Regions from separate parts of the Rattus norvegicus genome. Here regions 1 and 3 are each linked to region 2. Evidence: chromatin contacts called from public Hi-C data. All regions are on one chromosome and are shown on one strand. Each heading gives the region's core, a stretch centred on a gene start, on an enhancer-like site or on the middle of the called end of the contact. The rest is flanking DNA. Distances are from core to core; before and after follow the strand shown.

Region 1 (4,596 bases), core at 1,728-4,227, 69 kb after region 2:
ATAGAAAGAGAGAACTGACCCCTGAAAGTTGTCCTCTGACCCCCGCTCCCATAGGTACAGGATAGCACATGTGCCCCACCTCACTAAGTTAAGTTAAAAAAAATTAAAAATTGGATTTTGGTGTGTAGCCCAGGATGGCCTTGGACTCTCAACAATCCTCCTGCCTCTGATACTGAGTGCTGGAATTCCAGATAAGAGACACCAAATCTGGACAGAGGGTAGATTCATAGCACACTATTACACTTCTCTTTCTCTGTTTTTGTTTGTTGGTTTCTCTGCATAGCCGTGGCTGTCCTGGAACTCACTCTGTAGACCAGGCTGGCCTCAAACTCAGAGATCCACCTGCCTCTGGGACTAAAGGCGTGTGCCACCATCACCATAGCAGATTTGTTTTGTTTTGTTTTGTTTTTTTTCTTTTCTTTTTTTCGGAACTGGGGACTGAACCCAGGGCCTTGCGCTTGCTAAGCAAGCGCTCTACCACTGAGCTAAATCCCCAACCCCTGTTTTGGTTTTTGAGACAGGGTCCCACTGTGTAGCCCTGGGCCTGGCCTGGCATTAGCTATTTGGACCAGGCTGACTTTGAATTCGAAGAGATCTGCCTGCCTCTGTCTATTAAGCTCTAAGGTTAAAGGGCTGTGCTACCTTACCCTGCCATATTTACTTACTGATTTCTTGGTGTGTGAGCATTTGTGTGTGAGAGCATCTGTTCCTCTGTGTGTGTGTGTGTGTGTGTGTGTGTGTGTGTGTGTGTGTGTGTGTGAAGAGGCATTCGTGTGGAGGTCAGAGGACATCCTTTCCTTCCCTCCTTTGGGTCCCAGGCATCCTTGAACTCCTGATCTTCATCCCCCACTTTCCTAGAATTGGGATGTCAGTGCCTGCTTTTTACCCTGGATTTAAAAGGCTGGGAAGCAGCTAGCTCAGCAGTGGGAAGGCAGGGCTCACTCTGGGTGGATTGGTGCTGGGTGGATTGGTGCTGGGTGGATTGGTGCTGGATGGATTGGTGCTGGATGGATTGGTGCTGGGTGGATTGGTGCTGGGTAGAAAGCAGGCTTAGCTTGCTCACAGGTGCCACTGAGCAGGCTGGGCCTGATTGCCAAGCCTCTTGGTCCAGGTTGAGAAACTGGGATTTCAGAGTCTCATTGAGTCACTGGGCTCAAGCCTTTGTCCCGGTTAAACAGAGCAGCTTCCTGGGGTGGGGTCACACGGGGAGTTAGCCTATTAAATCCCTGTGCCTGGGGCTTTGGTCAGCTGTGTCTAGTGAGTCTGTCCTCAGAGAAAGGGGACAGGTGACACAGCGTACTATTTTCTGACCTCCACAAACCCACTGACGCCGTGTCTGTCATGACGACCCGTATACATACACAATAAATAAATGTTAAAAAAAAAATTGAGGTCAGGCATGATGGTTCGTGTCCTTAATTCCATCAAAGGCAGGTGGATCTCTGTGAGTTCCAGGGGAGCCTGTTCTACAAAGTGAGTTCCAGGGCAGTCTGGTCTACAAAGTGAGCTCAAAGTGGACAGCCAGAACTGCAGAGAGAGATCATAACTTATTTGTGTAAGTTTTAAATGTTTCTTTATTTTTAAAGTTTATTTATTTAATGCATACCAGTACTCTGTCGCTGTCTTCAGACACAGCAGAAGAGGACATCGGATCCCTTACAGATGATTGTGAGCCACCATGTAGTTTCTGGGATTTGAACTCAGGACCTCTGGAAGAGCAGTCAGTGCTCTTAACCGCTGAGCCATCTCTCCAGCCCTATTCTTACTATGTGCGTATGTGTATGTGGCTGCGTGGCTCTGTCTGCTGCACGGACTTGCAGGGACTACAGTCGCTGGTAGTTGTGAGCCTTCCGATGTGGTTTGGTTGCTAGGGATTGATCCCAGAAAGTCACCGTTAGAAAGAGTTCCCACCAAAATAGAGGAAGAAGAAAGTAGAAAGCCCCTGGAATTAATTAGGCCAAGGTGTGGGTTGTGAGGTGTGGGTACAGGTGAGGTGGAGGTCTACGGACTTGGGGCTTGGGCGTGGGAGTATGGGGATGTGGGTTTGGAGTCTATAGTGTTAGGGGGGTGGGAGTACGAATTTGTATGCTGAGGTGAGGGAGAAGCAGAACCACCATGCCTGAGGACTAGGGTTTTTTGGGGGTGGGGATATTATCAGCTCCAAGGATTCCTGCTATGGTTCTCCTGGGTTTCCTCGGCATGTTCTAGAAAAGACACATGATGGGACTTTCCAACAGTGGACTTCCCTTGAGGTAGGCTAGGGTAGGCTTCCAGGTGACCCCCTACATCAAAGGTTTCATTTACAACAGTGCGACACACTGTGTGGGCCAGCCAGTGTCCCAGGCACTTTGGAGATGAAGGCCTTCTCGAGCTGGCTTGGATAGATCTGTACCTTCAGCAGCTTGGAGGCCTTCCAGAGATGCTGGCCCTCAAGCTGCCCAGAGGACTCTCCCTCCCTCCCGCTGTAGGAGCCACAGGTCACAGGTGTCTCCATTTTAACCTATATATGCCAGGTGTGAAGGCACAGGCCTTTAATCCCAGCTCTCAGAAGGCAGGGGCTGGAGGATCTCTTGAGTTCAAGGCCAGAGTGAGTTCCAGGATAGCCAGAGCTACACAGAGAAAGCCTGTCTCGAGAAGCAAAACAAAACAAAACAAAAATTACTAAAGCAAGTTTAATTGGTTTTGTTTGGTTGGGTTTTTCGTTCCTTTGTTTTGTTTTTTTTCTTTTTTTCTTTCTTTCTTTTTTTTTTTTCGGAGCTGGGGACCGAACCCAGGGCCTTGCGCTTGCTAGGCAAACGCTCTACCACTGAGCTAAATCCCCAACCCCTTCTGAGCATTCTTTATAGGGGCTGGAGCAACAGAAGACAGCAAGGCCACCTGGCAGGCCAGCGTCCTCTGCATGGACACAGAGGGAGGCTGGGCGTGGGTAGAGCCGGGTCAGGAGAGGTGCTGGCTGGCAAAGTGAAGCTTCAGTGTGCCAACTCTGGGCCCAGCTAGGACAGAGGTGGGAAGGAGGGGGTGGGGGCGTGAATGTCAGAGGACAGAGCTGCCTGCAGTGAACAGTTGAGTAATGAACGAACGAACGAACGAGAAGGACAGATGCTCCGTCCTCTTCTCGATATGTCGTTATCTGACCTGTTTAATCAGGGACTCTCTTGTGCCCTTCTGTTCTCAGATACAAATTCCAAATCCGAGCTGCAATTACAGGATATTATTGTCTGGGTACAAGTGCTGACTGGCAGCGTCGTGGGTGGGTGCCAGGCCCAGATCCGTGTGTACGCCATAGACTGGTATGTTGTGAGCCAGGCTCTGCAGGTGGGAAGGATCCACAGGTATTCAAGGTACTGTGTGTGTGTGTGTGGGTGGGTTGGGCCGGGTGTGTATGTGTGTGTTCATGCTCGTTCCTCGAAGGTTCACTGAAGCAGGCCTGACCCCAGAGTTCTTTCTACAATATCTTGGAAACAAAGGTTAGAGCTAGGTGTGGAGACACACAAAACTGTAATCGAGATATGGCTGAGCAAGGAGTGTCCGGAGTCCAAGGCTAGTTCGTCTTGGCAGCATAACCAGGGAGGCCTGCCTGGAATGTGAGAGACCCTGTCTCAAAAAATAAATAACAAACTTCAAAGATCTGCCTCAGGTGTCCCGTTCTCTGTGAGGGCGAAACAGACTTTGAAACATGTTCGCTACATTTGATTTGGTGGGGTTTTTTTTGTTTTTGTTTTTTTTTTTTGGTTCTTTTTTTTTTCGGAGCTGGGGACCGAACCCAGGGCCTTGGGCTTCCTAGGCAAGCGCTCTACCACTGAGCTAAATCCCCAGCCCCTTGATTTGGTGTTTAAACTCATTTCCTGGATTTTGTTTTTAAAAGAAAAAAAAAAAACTAGATTTGTATTAAGATGTGTTGGGGGCTGGAGAATGGCTGAGGATGCTTTTCACTCTTCTCTGAGGACCCTGTTTAGTTCCCATCACCCATACTAGGCAGCGCATAGCAGTGCCCCCTTCTGGCTTCTGAGTGTGTCTGCACACACATGGTGTGCACACACTGAAACACACACGTACACAAAAATATATCTTTCGGGGTTGGGGATTTAGCTCAGTGGTAGAGTGCTTGCCTAGCAAGCGCAAGGACCTGGGTTCGGTCCCCAGCACCAAAAAAAAGAAAAAAAAATATATCTTTCAAAAATGTTTGCAAAGACTTTGTTTTTTGTTTTTTGTTTTTTCTCTGTGTGGCCCTGGCTGTCCTGGAACTCACACTGTAAACCAGGCTGGTCTTAAACTGACAGGGATCCACCTGCCTCTGACTCCCAAATGCTGGGACTAAAGGCACACGTACCAACACTCTTGGAAAGGATTATTTTAATTTAGGCTTTGTTGGGAAGTAGAATGTATCACAAGATAGTGGTTAGAGCCAATTGGTCTGCTGCTGGTTTATTTGAAAGATTATATTCACATCAAGATTATTTTTATTTTATTTTTTTTTTTCGGAGCTGGGGACTGAACCCAGGGCCTTCCGCTTGCTAGGCAAGCGCTCTACCACTGAGCTAAATCCCCAACCCGATTATTTTTATTTTATTCTGAGGTATAATGCATGAAAAGAAA
Region 2 (4,877 bases), core at 735-3,234:
GCCTTGCGCTTCCTAGGCAAGCGCTCTACCACTGAGCTAAATCCCCAACCCCTCTCCTCTGGGTTTTAGGCCCCGGACACCTACACTCTTTCCTCCCCAAACTGGAAAGGTACGATTGCAGGGCTGGTTTCAGACCACGTGATTCCTGTTTACAAACTTTGGGTAGTAAAAAAAAAAAAGGCGCTAACCTCAAGGTGCCCAACAGGGGGCAGTAAAGGCTTGCCCAGGGGAGGAAAACACAGGGGAGGACTCAGCCAGCCATTAACTGTTAAATACAAAAAATGCAGCCCAGCCCAGCATCCTCCAAAGAAATTCAAACCACAAGCCAGAGTCACAAGTTTTGAAAGGACGTAGTTTGTTGGGGTGAGCCGCTCAGATCATGACCCACCCTCGTGCTTTGATCTACTATTCCCTCCCCTCCTTTTCTGAAAGAACGCGATCCAAGCCCCTCCCTAGGATAGATAGGTTTTCAGCCTCCCTGAGGAGACACCCAACTAATTTTCAAACCAGCAACAGATCTAATTTCACAACATTCGTCCCAGGCCTCGTCACCCCACAATACCCCCGAGTGGAGTGAACCGCGGCTCTTAGTCCTTTGCCCTCAAAAACAAAACAAAACAAAACCCGGCAGTTCTACGAACTACCTTAAAACTCCCACACAAAAACAAAACTACAAACAAACAAAAAGAACCCGGCACTAAAGTCTCCCGCCACCACCGGCTCCACCTCCTACTGGCGAGAAAAGTGGGTCATACTTTAGAAATCTGGGCTACAGCCGGATTGCCCACGACCTCTTATTCACGGGGAAAGCATGGAATTTACTAAATTCCTACCAAAAAGAAAAACAAGCAAACAGCAGCAGCAGCAACAACAACAAAAAAACCAATCACGCCAGAAATGCTTGTTGCAGGTTTTCAACCAGCTTGAAATCCCCGGCTGTGCTATGCCGGGAAGCTCGCCTCTGCCCCACCCCTGCCAGCTCTGAGCCAGGCGGCCCAATGACCTTTACAAAGGGCCGGAGCCGAGGCCGCCGGAGGCTTCCAAGCCGGCACCTTGGGCAGAGCTCCCTCCCCGGGGCCTGGCTCACCGTCAAAGTCCGTGTAGACTGTGTCCTTGAGCAGCGCCCCCGACCCGAAGTCGATGAGTTTGAGTTCGCCGCGGTTCAGGTCGATTAAGATGTTCTCGTCCTTGATGTCGCGGTGGAGAACCCCGCAGTTGTGGCAATGCCGCACGGCCTCCAGCACCTGCCAGAAGAAGCTCCGGGCCAGCTCCTCCTGGAGGGCTCCTCGCTCGGTGATGAAGTCGAAGAGGTCTTGCACGGGTTCGGGCCTCTCCAGGATCAGCACGAAACTATCGGGCCTCTCGAACCAGTCCAGAAGTCTAATGACGCCCGAGAAGCCCGAGCTCACCTTCTTCAGCAGGACCACTTCCATGGGCACTCGGGTGCCGTTGGGCTGCAAGGGTGAGTGAGGGCGAGGGTTAGCGCGCCGGTTCCGGCACGCCCGTCACCACCCACCCACCCGGGCGAGGGTCTCGGGCTCTGGCTCACTCACCAGTTCCCCCCAGTCGGAAATCCGGTCCTTCTCCACGTGCTTGATGGCCACCTGGAGGAAAAGACAGACCCCCCGAGTCTCCATCAGACCCTCCAGCTCAAAGCATCCCTCCGCGCGCCCTCCCCAAGGCGGGGTTGCCCACTCACCGGCAAGTTGTCGGCGACGCGGATGCCCGAGTAGACCGAGCCGAAGCCACCGCTGCCCAACAGCGGGCCCACCTGGTACTGCGACTCCAGGGGCTCCTTCTCTTTGCCTGGGAGAGAGGCACGGGACACTAAGCGCGCGCGGCCCACGCGGGGGTCCCCCCCAACGACCCGCGCGCCCGGGGTGGGGTGGGGACACTCACCCGGCGCCAGCTTGTTGGCGTGCAGGTCGTTGCAAGGCGCTGCGCGCAGGTGGGCCAGGGAGTTGATCTTGGACAGGAGCATCCCCACCTCCAGGGTGTCGGTGCGGCGCCGGTGCCGGGACGAGCAGCAGCGGCGGCGGAGCGAGCTGGGGCTGAGCCGACGGCCCGGACTCAGACTGCGGGTGGTGTTGCGGCTCGGGCTGCGGCTGGCGCGCAAGGCCGAGGGCGAGTCGGAGGACGACTGAGGGCGCTGGCGGGGCTGGCGGCAGGAGGGCTCGCCGGCCGGGTCAGGCAGTGCGGAAGGCGGCGGGGCGAGAGGCGCCGCGGGACCCAGGGCTGCTGCTGACTGTGACTGCTGCTGCTGCTGCTGCTGCTGCTGCTGCTGCTGCTGCTGCTGCTGCTACTGCTGATCCCGCCGCCGGCGCTGCCGACTCCCCTCCAGCCTCCTCCGCCGCCACGGCCGCTGCTGCAGACGCCCGGCTCGCCCCGCCGCCAGGAGTAAAGGGGCGGAGCGCGCCGCTGGGGAGGGCGCGCGCGGCGGGCGGGGACGGGGCGGGGCCTCTCCGGGAGGCCGAGGTGGGGAGCCGGGCTGGCGCGGCGGCGGAGGGCGGAGAGGGGGCGGGGAGGCGGCGGGACCAGGGCCGCTCCCCTCCGCTCCGCCCCCTCGCAGCTACACCCCTCGGCCTCGGCCCCGCCCCCGGGCGAGGCTGCAGCCAACCATAAGCGGCCTGATCTGCATAAGGCGTTGCGGGCCCCGCCCGGGCCCCGCCCCGCGCCTCGCGGTCAGAATGGTCGCTAACGCCGCCACGACGTGGCGGGAAGGAAAAGGCGCCAAAACGGAGGGGGAGGGGCGCTGGGCGTGCAGGGAGGCGGGGAGCTGGGTGGCGCGCGCGGCCGGGGGAGGAAGGATGGGGAGGGGCGTATCGATTCAAACCCAAACAATAACAAAGCCATCAAAGGCCGCCCGAGGCCAGCTCCGCCGGCTCTGCGTTTCCCGGAGATTTGGGGTGTGGTGGGGGGTCGAGGGTTGGAGCTGGAGCGTAGCAAGTTGTGAGGAATGGAAGGGCGTTGGTGTGGCCGGCGCGGAGGCCATGAGCAGGGGGACCGCGTGTGTGTGGATGCCGACCAGGGTGGTCCTCTGGTGTGACTCAGCCGGGAGACCTCCAAGGCTGCTGGGGTGGGTTGACGATGCACTGTGGGCTAGATCCCGGGGGTGGCGATTGTGTTTCGGGGGGCGAAGGGCTGTGCAAGACGTGAGTCACCGGCGTTTGCACACCGAGGGAGTCACAGGCCTGCGAGGGGAGTTGGGGGGGGGGGAACCTGGGCTGCGAGGAGCGGGTGACAAAAGATTCTCAATTTAGAAAACGAAAAAGAAAATCATAAGATACCAGAAGGTTCTGATCCCCTCAGAAAGGATCCGGGTCCGAGCGCCTGGGAGAGAGAAAATCACGACACAAATGTTAGCTCTCTCCTGCCAGATGCTGCCTCAGCCCCTTCCGAGAGGGCGGGAGGAGCAGGAAAATTCCTGATCGCGGGCGAGGGTGGGAGGGTGCCGCTGGGTTTAATCAGAGGTTGCTCCTGTAGTCACCTTCTTTCTCATCAGCTTGGTATTAGCAGTCAGGCGATACCAGCTATTCTTGGCCCGGGACCGGAGCCTTGTCTCAAAGGAAAGGCCCCACGTGCACGTGGAAATACCGCGTCTTTTGTCCTTTTAAACTTCAGGGAGAGTTGATAACGACGTGTGAAATTGGGAGACTCTCATTCTGTGTAACCTATACACTGAGATGCTAGTGGCAGGGAGTCATTGAAAGCCAGCTACACCCCATTTTCGTTATTTTTGCTTTTTTTTGGGAGGGGGGCGGTCCGAGAGATCTTGAAAGGAGCAGACTGTCGAGCCTGTTACAAAGCCTGTTACAGATGTAGTCATTAACGTGTTTAAAGGCTTCCTTTACAAGTTTTCCGTGGTGCTTATAAAGATACCCAGAGACTCCGTAACAAAACATTACATATTTCCCTTTTGTTTTTGTTCTGTGGCCCAGCTCATTCATTTCTGATGACGAAAGGAGAAAAACCCAGGGGAACAAGAGTTACTTCCTTTTTTGCAGATAGGAAAATGAATCGTAAGTGGGATGACACAGGGTCATACGACAGGCTGGGGAATGACCCAAATTCTGCTCCTGAGGGTTCAGAGCTTTCCTTTAAACTCCTGTGACACTGGCATTGAACAGGGCATCAGAAAACAGGTATGCCTAGAATTGGGCCCAGCATTCTGGTCCAGGCCAGCCTTGTCTACATAGAGAAAAATCTGTCTATAAATAAATTACTTTAAAAACACCAGTGTACCTCCAGTCCCATCAGGTCCTCAGCTCTGTCTAAACAAGACTATTTCCACTTGTTTTCAATCTCCCAGCACATTCCGGGCTTTGTGACTCTGAAAACCAAGTCCACCTGTCCAAAGGGCCCTGTCCTCTTCTCGGAATGTGTTTGATGTTGGGAAATAAATCCAGAGTCCTACACGTGCACCCTGCCCCTGAGCTACGCGCCAGGCGCCAGACCTCTCTCCTCTTATCCAGAGCCCTGCGTTCTGAACGAGGAACACGTCGTATTTGCACATTGTTGCTGGACAAACTCCCAAGTCTTCATTCACTGTCCCTCCTCCACCCATCTGACAGTCATGTGGGGTTATTACAAAGGAAAAAAAAATCTTTCTGGTCAGAGGATGCTGTTTAGTGGGTAGAGTATTTGCTTGCCAGACATAAAATCCTGGGTTCGATTCCCAGCAATACGTGAATGGTACCTTGGGCATTGCCCCTGATCCCAGGACAAAGGAGGCAGAGGCAGAAGGATCAAAAGTTCAAAGTCAGTCGGAGACGCAAAAGATCTTGTCTTCAAACAACAAAAAACTACCTGTACATACACTATCTCTTCATTTATTTATCCCACCTACCCACTTCGTTTTCCTTTTCCTAATTAATATA
Region 3 (4,385 bases), core at 838-3,337, 93 kb after region 2:
GCACTGTCTCCATCTCTCAAATGTTAGGATTACAAGTATGTGGTTCCTTGTTCAGTCTTTGGGGGGGGGGGGCAGGGTTTAATTCTGTAGCCCAGGCTGCCCTCCAACTCACAGTGATCCTCCTGTCTCTAAATCAGCTGCTGAGATTACAGGAGCGAGCCACCCTGCCCAACTCTTTCTTAGTTTTGTTTCAAGACATGGTCTCACTATGTTGCTGGTCTGGAACTTGCTATGTAGACCAGGCTGGCCTGGAACTCACGATTCTAGGACTAAGAGCACTCACCACCACAGCCTACTTCCTGGCTGGGCTTTGAAGGATTTCCTGGCGGAATGGAGGACCTGCCAAGGAGGCAAAGGATGGGGCTAGGGGAGATGGTGAGGGGCTGTGTGGTTTTGGAGTAAGAAGTGGGGTGGGGGGGGTTGGGGATTTAGCTCAGTGGTAGAGCGCTTGCCTAGGAAGCGCAAGGCCCTGGGTTCGGTCCCCAGCTCTGAAAAAAAGAACCAAAAAAAAAAAAAAAAGTGGGGTGGGGGATTATTAGGGGGTGTATTTTGAAGTCCTGTTTGTATGCAGATGGGACATGGAAAAAGGACCTGGGCAACCTCGGCTTCCCAAGCTGGAGTGCAGCGCAGCAGGCTTCCATGTGGAGCTGGGTCGCCCAGGGAGACTGCCTTGTGGGGGGGTCCTTAAGTATCCTTCTGTATCTCCCAGGCAGGAGCTGCTCTAGCAGGGTCTGATACTCGTGAGCTGCCATCACTTTCCTCCCACCCCCAACGTGGTACGTCAACCTGTGTAACCTCTTCAGAAAGCAGTGTGTTTACACACTGAGTATTCACACACACACACACACACACACACACACACACACACACCCATGCCCTTTGACCCGGCGAGTCCCTTTCTAGGACGTTTCCTGAGGCGCCTTCTGTGATGCAAGGCTGCACTTAAGGCCTACAGCCCTTCCCTAGGGTTATTTAGAGGAGCTAAGTAAATAAATAATGAGTCTGCAAGTCCGCAGCCGCAGGAAGGGGTGTAAATCCCCCGGATGCTTTCTCCTATCTTGCTAGGGTCACTGTGTAAGCTTCCACCTTTGGTTTCCTATGCCTTCTAATGTCAAAGGTCCATGCTCAGGCACGCAGAATTAATGTCCTGTGCCAGGCAGACACATAGCCTGGGAAAAACAAAATGAACTTTATTAATGTTATCGCCAGGTAGCACGCACCTAGGATCCCTGTAATTCAGGAGGCAGAAGAATCACAAGTTTGAGCACCGCTTGATCTTTAGAGTGAATTCCAGGGCAGCCAGAGCCACAAAGTGAGACCTTGTCTCAAAAGTATCCACCCCCTTCCCCCCCCAAAAAAGGGCTGGCAAGATGGCCCAGTGGGTAAGGCTGTTTGTCACCAAGCACCTGTTCGATCGTGATGTTTCACAGGTTGGACTGATTGAACCAACTCTCGCCTGCAAGTTGTCCTCAGACTACCACACAGGTTCCTCTCCCCAAATTTAAATGTACTTTTTTTTTTTTTTAATTTGAAAGACGAACAAACAAAGTTAGCATGGAGGTTAGCCAGTAGAGCAATTGGCTAGCAGGGCTGCAGCCCCCTTGCCAAGTGAACCCAGCATGGTGGTGAATGTTGATCCTGGCATTTAAGGAGGTGTGCACCAGAGGATGTGAAGTCCGAGGCCAGCCTAGTTACTGGCCAGTGACTTTTGTTTCCTGCAGGGGGTTAACCTCAGTCTTTTGAACACCAGTTCCCTGCCACAGAGCTACTGGCCCAGCCCAGAAGTGATCTGTGATTATTCACCAAACACTGGTTTGGGGTGCTGCTGTCATGTTTTTTTCTTTTTCTTCCTTTTTTTATTTAAAAAAAAAAAAAAACTTTTCCCAGTTGCACGGAGTTGCACTGATGGCGCGCTGTGTTGTCGGCCTTGCGCTATTTTTAATGATTATCTGTTTAAAGTCTAATATTGAAAAGGGAAAGGAAAGAGAAAGGAAACGTGAATTCCCAGAACCAGAGGCCCAGCGGAGGCCAGGCTGAGAGGGGGAACTGATCCGCCCGCCGGTTCCAGGGAAACGCTGCAGCCACGTGGACCGAGGAGGCCGGCTGTCTGCCTGGGCCAGCGCCTGGGTCCACCTCTTCCCTGCAGGGCCTGCAGGGGGCGGGGCTGGCCATGCTGACAGATGTGGCGGGAAAGGGTGATCGACCCTCCTCCATTTCCTTCCGCCCAGGCTCCTGGTGGAGGGGGAGGTGTCTCCTCCCCAAGGACCCTTGCTGCCCTGGGGTGAGCCCATCTGTCTCCTTGGCCTCCACCCGCTCCTCACTGGAGGCGTCTGCTGTTTGCCTAGTGCAAACTCTGGCTTTCCTTGGAACTGTTAGCCTCCTGTGGTTCCCACCCGGGTCCGCCAGAATCACAGCACTAGGGCCACCCAGGAACTGAATGGAAACACGAATGCGCACACTCCACCCAGATCCCGCCAACCTGCAGCTTGGGAGGTGGGGCTGCTCAGACAAATTCTAACAAGCCAGACAGTCTGCGCCCCCTCCCCCTTTACTTAAAAAAAAGTTAAAATTATTTATGTGAATTCATTTGTGTCCGTGCATGTATAGGACACACCAGGAGCTAATGGAGGGCAGAAGGTGTCAGATCCCTTGGGATTGGAGTTACGAGCCATTGTTAGCTGCCACGTGGATACTGGGATCCAAACCAGAGTCCTCTGTCAAAGCAGAAGTGCTCTGAAGCATAGACCAGCCTCTCCCTGAGCCTCTTTTTTGACTCTGGTTCTCATATAGCACTGGCTGGTCCTGAACTGATTGATGACCCTTAAGCCTTCGTCTGCCTCCAACTTCTTACGGACTACAGGTACAGTCAATAGTTCCTGCCCCACAACCTGATGTTCACAACCTCACTTTAGGAATTGACCCTCTTTCAATAATAATAATAATAATAATAATAATAATAATAATAATAATAATAATAATAATAAGCAATAATACACAGTTTTTTTTCTTTTCTTTTTTTTTTCCGGAGCTGAGAACCGAACCCAGGGCCTTGCGCTTACTAGGCAAACGCTCTACCACTGAGCTAAATCCCCAACCCCTAATACACAGTTAATAATTAAAAATGCACACAGCCAAGCAGAGGCAGCAATAGGACTCTGAGGACATGTTTCTTTCTTTTTTTTCTTTTCTTTTCTTTTTTTCAGAGCTGGGGACCGAACCCAGGGCCTTGTGCTTGCTAGGCAAGCGCTCTACCACTGAGCCAAATCCCCAACCCCTGAGGACATGTTTCTTAATCTCTGTGCCCAGAGCTGCCAAATCTTAAGAGGTCCTATCAGGTCCTTTCAAGTCTGGCTTTAGACTGACATGGTTTAATTGGAGTTTGGGATTGGAGGCATCAGACCCCTGGTTGCTTGATAGGAAAACCAGAAGGACTCCCCAGGAGCCCCCAAGCAACCCAGATACCCTGTGGGCTCTGTGCCTGCTCAGGGTCTCTCCATTCCTGACAGCAAGCGAAGTGACTTTAAGGCTGGCCCAGCCTGCAGAGGAGGCACACAGCACCACCTGCTGGTCAGAACGTAGCACTGCCGGTGTTAGGGGACGAATGAAAGGACCCCCCCAGACACCATCCATACTGAGGAGGACTGTGGCAGGTGCTGACCGGGTGTGCACATGTCCACACGTGGCTGTCTGAGCCCATGGGCAGGTCGCACTCTCAGTGCCAAGTCCTCGGAAATAGAACTACATTCTTCTCTTTATCGGTGTATTTCCTCACCGATGTGGAATTGCGCCAGGCCCACACTGGCTGCCACCCCTGAGACTTCAGGTTGAAAATAATAAGGTGATCTTTTTTTTTTTCTTTCTTTTTTTTTTTTTTTTTTGGTTCTTTTTTTCGGAGCTGGGGACCGAACCCAGGGCCTTGCGCTTCCTAGGTAAGCGCTCTACCACTGAGCTAAATCCCCAGCCCGGATAAGGTGATCTTAAGGTAACATGAAATGGATTCTAGATGTAGCCAATCTCTCATTTGGGCCGGGGCTGGAAATCTGCCTAGTAAAGATTTGTTTTTTTGTTTTGTTTTGTTTTGTTTTGTTTGTTTTGTTTTGTTATTGTTGTTGTTTTTGATACATAGTCTCACGTGGCACAACTGCTAAGCTGGTGGCGAACTTTCCCTGGAGCTGAGGATGACCTTGAACTCCAGTTCTGCTTCCACCTACCCGGGGCTGCTAGAATTTGAAGTGTGCAGTCACTGAATTTGGTGGTGGTGGTGGTGGCGGCAGCAGTGTGCACATGCGTGCATGTGCGCATACGTGTACCATGTGTTCACATGCTACCAAACCTGTTTGCTAGCAGAGTGGTTCTTTTCTTCCACTATGCAAACTCCAGAGATC

What was found. A called contact is a pair of places that touch in the nucleus more often than the background predicts.
Region 1: a Hi-C map of liver shows a contact between it and region 2, with 2.3 times the contacts expected there. The contact joins the enhancer-like site here to the promoter of Pim1 in region 2. A contact is called at or near these places in 2 of 12 Hi-C or Micro-C datasets (liver and psoas muscle).
Region 3: a Hi-C map of liver shows a contact between it and region 2, with 4 times the contacts expected there. The contact joins the enhancer-like site here to the promoter of Pim1 in region 2. A contact is called at or near these places in 9 of 12 Hi-C or Micro-C datasets (the A7r5 cell line, Schwann cells, frontal cortex and 5 more) and 1 of 1 datasets of contacts at active chromatin or transcription factors (oligodendrocytes).

What each region holds. Positions count from the first base shown.
Region 1 is chr20:7,486,317-7,490,912 of GRCr8, reverse strand. No RefSeq gene overlaps it. Among named protein-coding and RNA genes, the nearest start is that of Fgd2, 62 kb to the right of the region's middle. Within about 2 kb of position 2,977, at least 4 of the 93 cell types and tissues checked have an H3K27ac peak or open chromatin away from gene starts, as enhancers often do. A contact at or near this core is called in liver, where this site is marked.
Region 2 is chr20:7,553,603-7,558,479 of GRCr8, reverse strand. It overlaps Pim1 (Pim-1 proto-oncogene, serine/threonine kinase), which reads right to left and starts at 1,984. Exons shown (of 6, transcript NM_017034.1): 1 at 1,900-1,984; 2 at 1,700-1,806; 3 at 1,554-1,604; 4 at 1,088-1,454. The coding sequence starts at 1,981.
Region 3 is chr20:7,461,028-7,465,412 of GRCr8, reverse strand. No RefSeq gene overlaps it. Among named protein-coding and RNA genes, the nearest start is that of Fgd2, 37 kb to the right of the region's middle. Within about 2 kb of position 2,087, at least 32 of the 93 cell types and tissues checked have an H3K27ac peak or open chromatin away from gene starts, as enhancers often do. A contact at or near this core is called in the A7r5 cell line, Schwann cells, kidney and 1 more, where this site is marked.